Linked DNA regions of Rattus norvegicus: region 2 is linked to region 1. The links are chromatin contacts, called in public Hi-C maps. All regions are on one chromosome and are shown on one strand. Each heading gives the region's core, a stretch centred on a gene start, on an enhancer-like site or on the middle of the called end of the contact. The rest is flanking DNA. Distances are from core to core; before and after follow the strand shown. Region 1 holds the start of LOC108348302 (zinc finger protein 709-like). Region 2 holds the start of Zfp868 (zinc finger protein 868).

The links. A called contact is a pair of places that touch in the nucleus more often than the background predicts.
Region 2: a Hi-C map of Schwann cells shows a contact between it and region 1, with 4 times the contacts expected there. The contact joins the promoter of Zfp868 here to the promoter of LOC108348302 in region 1. A contact is called at or near these places in 4 of 12 Hi-C or Micro-C datasets (the A7r5 cell line, Schwann cells, hepatocytes and 1 more).

The regions. Positions count from the first base shown.
Region 1 is chr16:19,662,820-19,667,321 of GRCr8, forward strand. It overlaps LOC108348302 (zinc finger protein 709-like), which reads left to right and starts at 2,542. Exons shown (of 6, transcript XM_063275932.1): 1 at 2,542-2,673. It overlaps Atp13a1 (ATPase 13A1), which reads right to left and starts at 2,301. Exons shown (of 26, transcript NM_001106079.2): 1 at 1,919-2,301. The coding sequence starts at 2,296.
Region 2 is chr16:19,794,261-19,798,762 of GRCr8, forward strand. Zfp868 (zinc finger protein 868) reads left to right here and starts at 2,316. Exons shown (of 5, transcript NM_001009538.2): 1 at 2,316-2,434.

The sequences.
Region 1 (4,502 bases), core at 1,292-3,791:
CCAGGCTTCTGGACCTGAGCTCAAGTAACATGGAGCATCTGGTTGGCTCTCCATTCACACGACTCACATCTTGCCACCGCCCACCCACCTGCGCCACAACGGCTCTCTCTGGCTTGTTCACTGCTCCCCAGTACACTGGACACCCAGCTTGCCTGTGTCTGAGTTCAGTCTTGGTGTCTGACCATGACCCATCTACAGCCTGTGGACACGTGACGCCAAAGACAGCTAAGGATGTGATGCAAAACCATAAGCATATTTTTTTCTTGGTAACTTAGTTGTGAGGTTCCTCAGAAGTAATTATGCTCTGACTACACTGTGTTGTGATATCGGGGTGTGTGTGTGTGTGTGTGTGTGTGTGTGTGTGTGTGTGATGCTTTCTTCCTCTACAACATTTTCTTTTGCACAAAGCACATACACTGAGACAGCTAGCTTCCCTCCCCAGGTGGCTCCATCTAAAGTTCCCTGGGACTCCTCTGACTGGTAATCTGCCTTCTGCAGTAACAAATGAGTCCACCTTCTTCCCAAACGGTTTTATCCAGGCTACTTTCATGACATAAACGTTCCAGCCATGCTGTTTTTGCTTGGCCTTGCAATGACTGGAGGTGGAGGTAGGACACACAGTGGTGACCCTGAAACTAACACACAAGGATAAACTAACACAGGGGGAGACAAGTAAAGATGCCATGGAGGGTGCTGGCCCTGCACTTTACAAGTTCCCTTAGTTTTCCTCAGTGACCCTGGAGGGAAGTGTTTCAGCTTTCACTTTACAGTAAGGTGAAACTGAAACCCTAGAGGGAAGCAAAGCCTGATCAGTCTCCTCACTCAAGGCTGCTTAGCTCCTCCCACTCCTCCTCTCTAGAAGAGGAGAGGAAGTTCCCAGCTATAGATGCTAGGGATCCAATGCCCTCCTGCACAGCACACCCACGCAACCTGGTTGCCATGTTCAGAAATTTGGGCCCCTCTGCTGGATAAATATTAATGAAACAGGGTGTCTTCTCTTGGACACACACATACACACACACACACACAAACACACACACAGCCAAAGAGGGTGTATATGAGGGCATTCAGGTGTTTCCTGCAATCATTGACACTGCCTCCCTTTTCTGAAGACCAACCCAAAGCAGATATCGGTGCCCCAGGCTTCAAATTTGGTGGGATCTGTAGTGTGGTCACTGGGTGTTACCTGCCAACCTAGAACACCTAATAGTCGGTGCCTCCTGTAGAGACACTGTATTTAGAATTCTGAACTTAGACTACACCGCCTTGCTGCATATCCTGACAAGCCCTCATTTAACCACATTTATCTTACAGATAACTTGAGACTCTAAGCTAGTAAGTCACAAGTAGCTCCTGGCCATCTTCAGCACCAGGGTGAACTATTCACTCTTGGGTCTAGCACGGGACAGAGGCTGAACATTGGGCGGTAGGACTTGGCTTCATGCATTTGGGAAATTACCCCACAGGTCTAGCCTAACACTTCACACACACACACACACACACACACAGAAGCCAGAAAGGCTTTTAACCTGGAGACAGAGATAGGCGGTTCTCTGTGAGTCCTAGACGCCCCAAGGCTGTATAGTATGATCCTGTCTTGTAGAAAAAAAGAAAAAGAAAACCAAGACAGGACCGTTCCAAGAGCAATACACCATATGGGAGCTAAGATGACAAGTCACACAAACAGTAACATATGGGTCTTGCTCTAAGTCTGTTCCTGTTTCTCGTGAGTCAAAAAGACCATGCCACAATAGCCTGGCGAGTCACAGCGGGGTCAGAGCCATAGGGCAGGGGGCGCTGCTGGAGGCAGCTGGAAGGCTGCAGACCAGACTGGAGACACGCAAGCCCGCTGCAGCCTGGAACCCTGCTAGGCCCCATTGTGCCTGGGTCCCAGTCGGGGTCGGGCGCGCGCACTTACCGGGGTGCAGGTGAGCGCGCAGTGCGCGTGCACAGACCAATGCCCCGACAGGATTGTGAGTGCGTGCGCGAGGCAGATGGTAGCGAGGGCCAGCAGTGCGGCCTCCGGTATCTGGGTCCAGCTGTTGCCCCATCCCCAGCAACCGCTGGCGGCGGCGCCCAGCCAGGCTGGGTACAGCAACCCGGCAAACGGCAGCACGGTGAGGCGCCGCAGAAGCGCCAGCCGCCGGTATGGCCATACAGCGGCCACCAGTTCGTCGCCGCTCGCTATGAGCGCTGGCCCGGCAGCGAGGCCCGGCCGCCCAGGCTGAGGAGACCCGCTGCCCCGGGCCCCGCCAGGCCGGGCTCCGCAAGGTACCGCGTTGCCCACCACCGCCATCTTTCCCAGCGCTGCGCTGGCTTCCGGCAGAGGCACCGCCTTCTTCCGGTATATTACTTCCGGTGAGGCTTGATCTCCATGAGTGGCCTCAGGAATAGGAAACGTCTAGGTAAAGCGTTAGATGGGATAGAAAGTGTCTGCTCAGGGCGCCGCCATGTCAGGCTGTGGCTGGAAGGAGATTAAGAGCGCTGCCATGACAAAGAAGGTATCAAAGGTCCAAATCAGCTTGCTAAATTCGGCCACGGCGGACTAAGACCGGAAAAGATTCGGCAGGCAGGGCGGGCTTGACATCATCGAAAGAACCTGAAACGGAAGAGCCCTGCGCTTCTCACCAACTACTTAGGCATCTGTCAGTCACTAGGAACAGGCCTCTATAGGTGAAGGAGAAAAGCTTACCCAAAGATTCAAGCTTTAGGAGGTGGGACCTTTTGAGGGCGGGGTTTGGTAGTAGGCGGAGCCTTTGCAAGGTATCGGAAAGGTACCTTTTCCGTACAAGCCATACTGGTAATAAGTACACAAAATAGTCACATTAACATAAATGGAAAATTAGATATTTATATGAAATGTATTACGATATTTTACCCAACTATTCTGTACAAGCACTGTTATTTGAACACAACCATAAGAGAGTTTTTGAAGATTGAAAAAAAATTCTTTGTAAGCATGTATTTACCTATAGCTGTGTGTGTGTGACCTGTGTGCAATTCCTACAGGGACCCTAAGAATGCGTCTGAATCCTCGATTTGGAGTTACAATTAATTGTGAGTGTGGGTGCTGGGAATTAAATACAGGTCCTCTGGAAGAGCAGCCAGTGCTCTTAATGGCTGTTGCCTTGGACTCCTGAGTGCTGGGATTAAAGGCATGTGTTGCTCTGCCCACGTCCAACATAGCTTATTTTTATTCTTTGTCAATGTTATTTTGCTTGGTAGTGCAGGTTATCTCATGTGGAAGATGACAAATTCAAGTTCATCTCAGGAACTTAATGAGACTTTTTCCAAACTTAAAAAAATAATAAAAGTGTTGGCTAGTTCAGTGTTAGAGTGCTTGCCTAGCATTCTTGAAAGCCTGGGTTTGATTGCTTGTAAAAACAGATGGAAAACCCCACACGGCCCCCTGACTGCAATTCATTCTCTCTCTCTCTTGATTGGTAGAAAGCTTGATAAGAGGACTTAGGACGGTCTAAAGGCTGGTCTTGTCTTCTCTCCTCTTCCCTCTACCCCACCCCAGGGGAATCTCTAGTCCTTGGGCTCAGCAGCAAATGCTCTTGCCTGACTCTACAGAGAGATCCATGAAGAGTCAGGAAATAATTCAAAGTCTAGGACGTTCCTGAAACTTAACAGGCACACAAGGTTCACTCCTCTCTAAGGTTATATGAGCAGTCAAGTTGATTGCAAGTCGTAGGGAGAACTCTAGGTTTACAGCTTGGAGTCGTCACCATTTGGAGGTGCGTTTTCAGTGACACAACTACCTTTCAGTCATCCGTGCCGGCTAAGTGTAAGCAGCCATATTCCTGCTATGACTCCAGTAATACTCTCTGATTCATTAAGTTAAACTTCAGTGTTTTCATGACAGTCATCTGTCATCCCTGGGGTGAGTTGACATTTGTTCACACCTCTGTAGGAATAGTGTCACACAGCGTAAATGGTGCATGCACAACAGGGACTGACAAAACCAAACATAGGGAGGGGTAAGTGCCCGCTCCCTTCGTGGGCTCTGAGACTGGGACCTGAGGCTGATTGGTGTGAGGGGAGAACACCTGTGGGTGATTCCCATTATGGCTGGCTCTCCCTGTGGTGGCCTCCCTGTTGTAGTGGTCACATGCTCCCTGCAGTAGAAGATAGGGCAGCAGTCATGGCTGAGCCATCTGACATCTGTGGAGGGAATCCCAGCGCCACCATAAAGGTAAAGGGTGTCCTGCCTCCTTGATGAACAAGATCTGCCTCATGTTTGGGGATGTCTCTAGAGCAATCTATCACGACTCTGAAAACCGAGGTCGTCATATAATCTCCACACACATGTGGACACATGCATTCGTGGGCACATATTTTGAACAAACACATACACATAATATCTACATACACACAGACATACAGAAAAACAAAAATTAAGGGTGTATGAGTTCTATTTCTGACCGAGGCAGCATGATATAATGCATTTAACTGAGTCCATAGTTTGAGAGAGTTAGGATTCATGGAATGAAGGCATG
Region 2 (4,502 bases), core at 1,066-3,565, 130 kb after region 1:
CTCATCCCCCACCCCTCGCTCCTTCTCCAGCCTCCTTCCATGAGGTTCCTGAGCCTTGCTGGTAGGAGATTGATCTAGCGGCCTCCTTCAGGGCTGAGCAGTCAGCAGCTACTTATTCTCAGTACTTTGAACACTTAGGAGTCTGTGCTGCGGGGAGCAGGGCTCTGGCTGAGGTTGAGAGAAGCACTACAGCGTGTGAATAAGCATGAATGTGTAGAAGGCACTGTGACAGCGTGTCCATTTCACAACAGTGGTGTGTTCCCTGTCGAAACCAGATGACCTGCCTGAAGGCTGTGCACTGTGCTGCAGGTTCCCAGCTTTTCTGAGCTGTCACTCATGCTGGGGTGGGCTTTGGTGATGCAGCTGTCTTTCAGTCATTTCTGGCCCCATAAGGAAGCCCAGGAAAGCCACTGGTTTACAAGGTTGAACTTCGGTGGTATTTGTACTTTGGTGTGTTGTGGGATCCCTGTTGGCTTGTTCGTTGCTTCTCCCTAGGAAAAGTTTTGTCACCCAACAGCATTGTCTACTCATGTAGGGCAACAGTTTAACCTTTTCTTTTTATTTAAAATTTAAAAATGTACATAAAGATAAAATAAAGTGAATAAAATAAAAATAAAAATGTCTGAGAAGTTGCGGTGCACAGCTCTAATCCCAGCACTTGGAAGGCAGAGTCAGGTAGATGATCTCTGAGTTTGGGCTCAAAGCCTGGGCTACACAGAGAGACCCTGTCTTGGAAAAACAACAATAATCAAACAAACATAAAAAAAAAACAAAACAACCCCAAACTGAAAACTAAACAAAAGCAACACCAACCCCAATAACAACAAAACAAACAAATAAAAAACAACCAACAAACAAAAACTCCAAACCAAAAAAAAAAAAACAAAAACAAAAACAAAAACCCCAAACAATCCCACTCCCAAAACAAAGCAAAACTAAACTAAGGAGCTGGAGTGATGGCTTAGTCGTTGAGAACACTGGATGCTCTTCCAGAGTTCCTAAGTTCAATTCCCAGCACCCATAAAAATGGTGTCTCTTAATCTCCTATAGTGTGATCTGGTGTCCTCTTCTGGTCTACAGACATACATGCAGGTAGAACACTGTATACATTAAAAACCAAAACCAAAACCAAAACCAAACCAACCAAACAAGCAGACCAACCAAAAAACAAAAATAAGACAGGATCTCACTCTGTAGCTCTGACTAGGCTGGAACTTGCCACGTGGACCACATTGGCTTAAAACCTCTGTGGCCTTTGTTCCCATTAGCATGTTTTCTGGTGTCCTTGTCCAGGTCATGACTGATGAGACTTCTGACATTTCTAGGAAAGTCTGTCAGACACATGCCTGTCAGCCCTGAATGTGGTCTTTTCAGTGCTGTGCCTATCCGCCATTTTCACTGATAACTCCTCATTATCTTCATGCTACCTATGTCCTGTTAGATTGTTCACTTCCTCCACTGTGTCTTCAAGCTCAGCCATTCAGTTCTCTCCTTGGTCTATTCTATTGATGAGGCTAACCACAGTTTTTTATTTCCACATTTCAGACTGGCTTTTCTCTATGTTGAGTTCCTCTTTCATACTGTCCACTGCCTTCTGTATTTTGTTCAGTTGTCTGTGTCTTTGAACATACTTAAAATCATCATTTGAGTTCTCATTCTGGGATATCATCTAACTCGCTCTCACTAGATGCCATTGCTGCTGTAGAGTTGATGTGTAAATATTTATTTTACATGCAATACATGTGAGCCTACATGAGTGTATGTGCAGCACATTTGTAGACTGAACCATTCAATGACGGACAACTTTTTAGTTTGAGGTAGGGTCTCATTGTGTAGACCAAGCTGGCCTAGATCTCATAGAGATCTGCCTGCTTCTGCCTCTAGAGTGCTGGATTAAAGTCATGATCAGCTTTTAATTAGGTTTTTTTTTTTTTTTTTTTTTTTTTTTTGAGTGTCATGCCGCAGAGACTGGCCTCAAAACTACTACGTAGTGGAAAATGACCTTGAATTTATGACTTTCTGATCTTTGTCACTGGTGGCGAACTTGTTCCTAGGTATACAGAGTCATAAAACTGGCTTGACATGGTCAACTATTTACTGGTCATTCAGTAGGGCACACCTAGAAGTACACACAAAAGCCATGAGCCTATGTTGACACCTGCTGGCCACCACAACACTAAACAATGGGCTCTAGCCTCACAGCCTAAGAGCGTCCAGAGGAGCCGCTCGTGTCACTCAGCCCACGCAGAGCAGATCTAGCCAATCAAGATCTCCAGGCAGGTTGTCCAATCAGAAGCTCCTGGGAGGCGGGGAGCGGGTTCTTTTCGGCCGCCATGCTAGCTAAAGGTTCTTAACCAAGCCTGAGAAAGGCCGTTGTGGGAGTCCCTGCTTGGAGCTGAGAGGGGAGCACGGGCGAGTTCGGAGCCGCGCCATGGTGAGCGAGGGCCGCTGTCCTCTGACGGGAGGAGCGATCGGTTGAGCCGCGGAAGCCGGGGTGGTGGGCCCGCCCCGGGGCTTGGCCAGTGGGCGCGGGGACAGAGGGACTGCGACCCCTAGGCCTCTGCCTGAGCCCGTAGGTACTTCCGCCCTGATCCTCTTCCGCGTCAGAGCTGAGCCGGAGGCCCCGCCCTGCGGGGGGAGGGAGGGAGCCAGTGCACTGATGACGTCACGACTCGGGCTGGCGCGCACAGCCTTGTTTTAGTATTGCGCTTGCTAGTAAGGCTGCTTGCTAGACTAAGGCTGTCTGGGTTCTTTGTGCTGCCTTCGAGAAGTTCTGAACTTTGCGTTCCACATGTAAGTATGGGACCCTCTTTAGGTTAATTTTGCGACATTTGTAAAGTCCAGTGAGTTTCTTTGCAAAGGTGTTTAGAAACAGCTCTGGGAAATATGACTTGTCTCATTGAATTTATTTTGTTCTGTCAAACATCCTTTGATTATATTTTTGTTTTTATTTCTGCTTATGCATTTGTGGGCTTGCTAGTTTTCCCTCCCACAAATAGTGCATTGTTTTGAGTACTGACCTTCGCTGAGAACTGTTAGCAAGTGTTGTGGTTGACTCCTCTGTATTGTGTTCACCATTCTGGGTCTTCTCTTCATTTCCACGCATATAACTCACTTGCTGTTACTTTATCTTAGGGTTTTTATTGGACGTATGCTGAGCTTCTAGTTTTAACTGAGAGCTGACATTGAGATTTCCTGTCATGAGCATCTATATTTCTATGCTAGAAATATAGATGGGCACATTTGTATCCTCCGAAAGTATCAGAATGTTTTTGAATAACAATAAATTTGAAAGGTTTTGATGGCAGCAATTTGCCAGATGATTTCACTTTTGTAATCGGGACAAGGCCAATGTGGGATTTATTTTAGTCTTAATTATTAATATGAATTCTTATGTCACAAACACAGTATATCTATGCATATATTTAGTTTATAAAATGAATACAGGTAAAAGGCTTAGAAGTAGGCTGATAGATATGTAGGTAGAGCTTGTCTAATAAGGAACTCCAAACAACTTGTGCCACAGGGAGGAAGCCTTTGACAAGTCCCAGGGAGGACTCAGGCTTGTCAGCTTTGCTGACAGTTCTAGATAGAAAGCAGAAACAGGCTCTAAGGACAGGCAACTGTGGGCTCAGGTCCAGGTTTAGGTAGGGAATAGGTGGAGGACCAGGCAGTTGAATAGACTGCGTCAAGGGACCTAGTTGAATTGAAACCTCAGAGATAGGAGTTCCTGCTTGTCCTTTCTTGATTCATATGCCAGGTATCAGATCATAGGTTGGTTTGGGGCTAGACATCCTAGGAGTAGTAGGTGTTTATCACTTTAAGAAGCCAGGAGAGGGAAAACCTTTCCTGGTTTTCCTGATAGCATTGTAATACATTCACGTGCCCCTCTAGTCTCAGCTCACCCTGATAAACTTATAGAGTAGCTCCCTTTCTGTTCTCAGGAACAAGCCTTAGGAGTCTGTGCTATCTGGGTGAACAGATAGTATTGTTTGAGCATGAACCGGCTGTAATCATTCTCTTCCCGTCAAATGGAGTCACTCAGGGCCAGGCATTGCCTGGAAAGCCACAGTTTTTTTTTTTTTTTCACAGCATGGGACAGGACACAGCAAACTGTGCCCTTCAACACTTGATGTCCAGGATCCTACAGTGGCATTCCCTGTATTAGGTTCATTGCTTTCTTTGGTGATTTATAGTGTGAGGCTGGAGAGCTGACTTAGTGGCTAAGAGCTCTGCTGCTCTTGTAGGTGGATTTCCAGTGATTACGTGAAGGCTTACACCCATCCTTAACTTCAGGCCGAAGGAGATCTAAAGCCCCCTTCTGGCCTTCATTGTCACCAGGCATGAATGTCGGGGGGGCAAAACACCTATATGTATAAAATGCATAATTCAAAAATAAGGAATTTGTAGTTACTCTCTGCAGGCCTCCCCCTCCCAACCCATTATTTTTGTCTCTTTAGACAAAGTCTCACCGTGTGACCTGTGTGACCAGGGACTCTGGA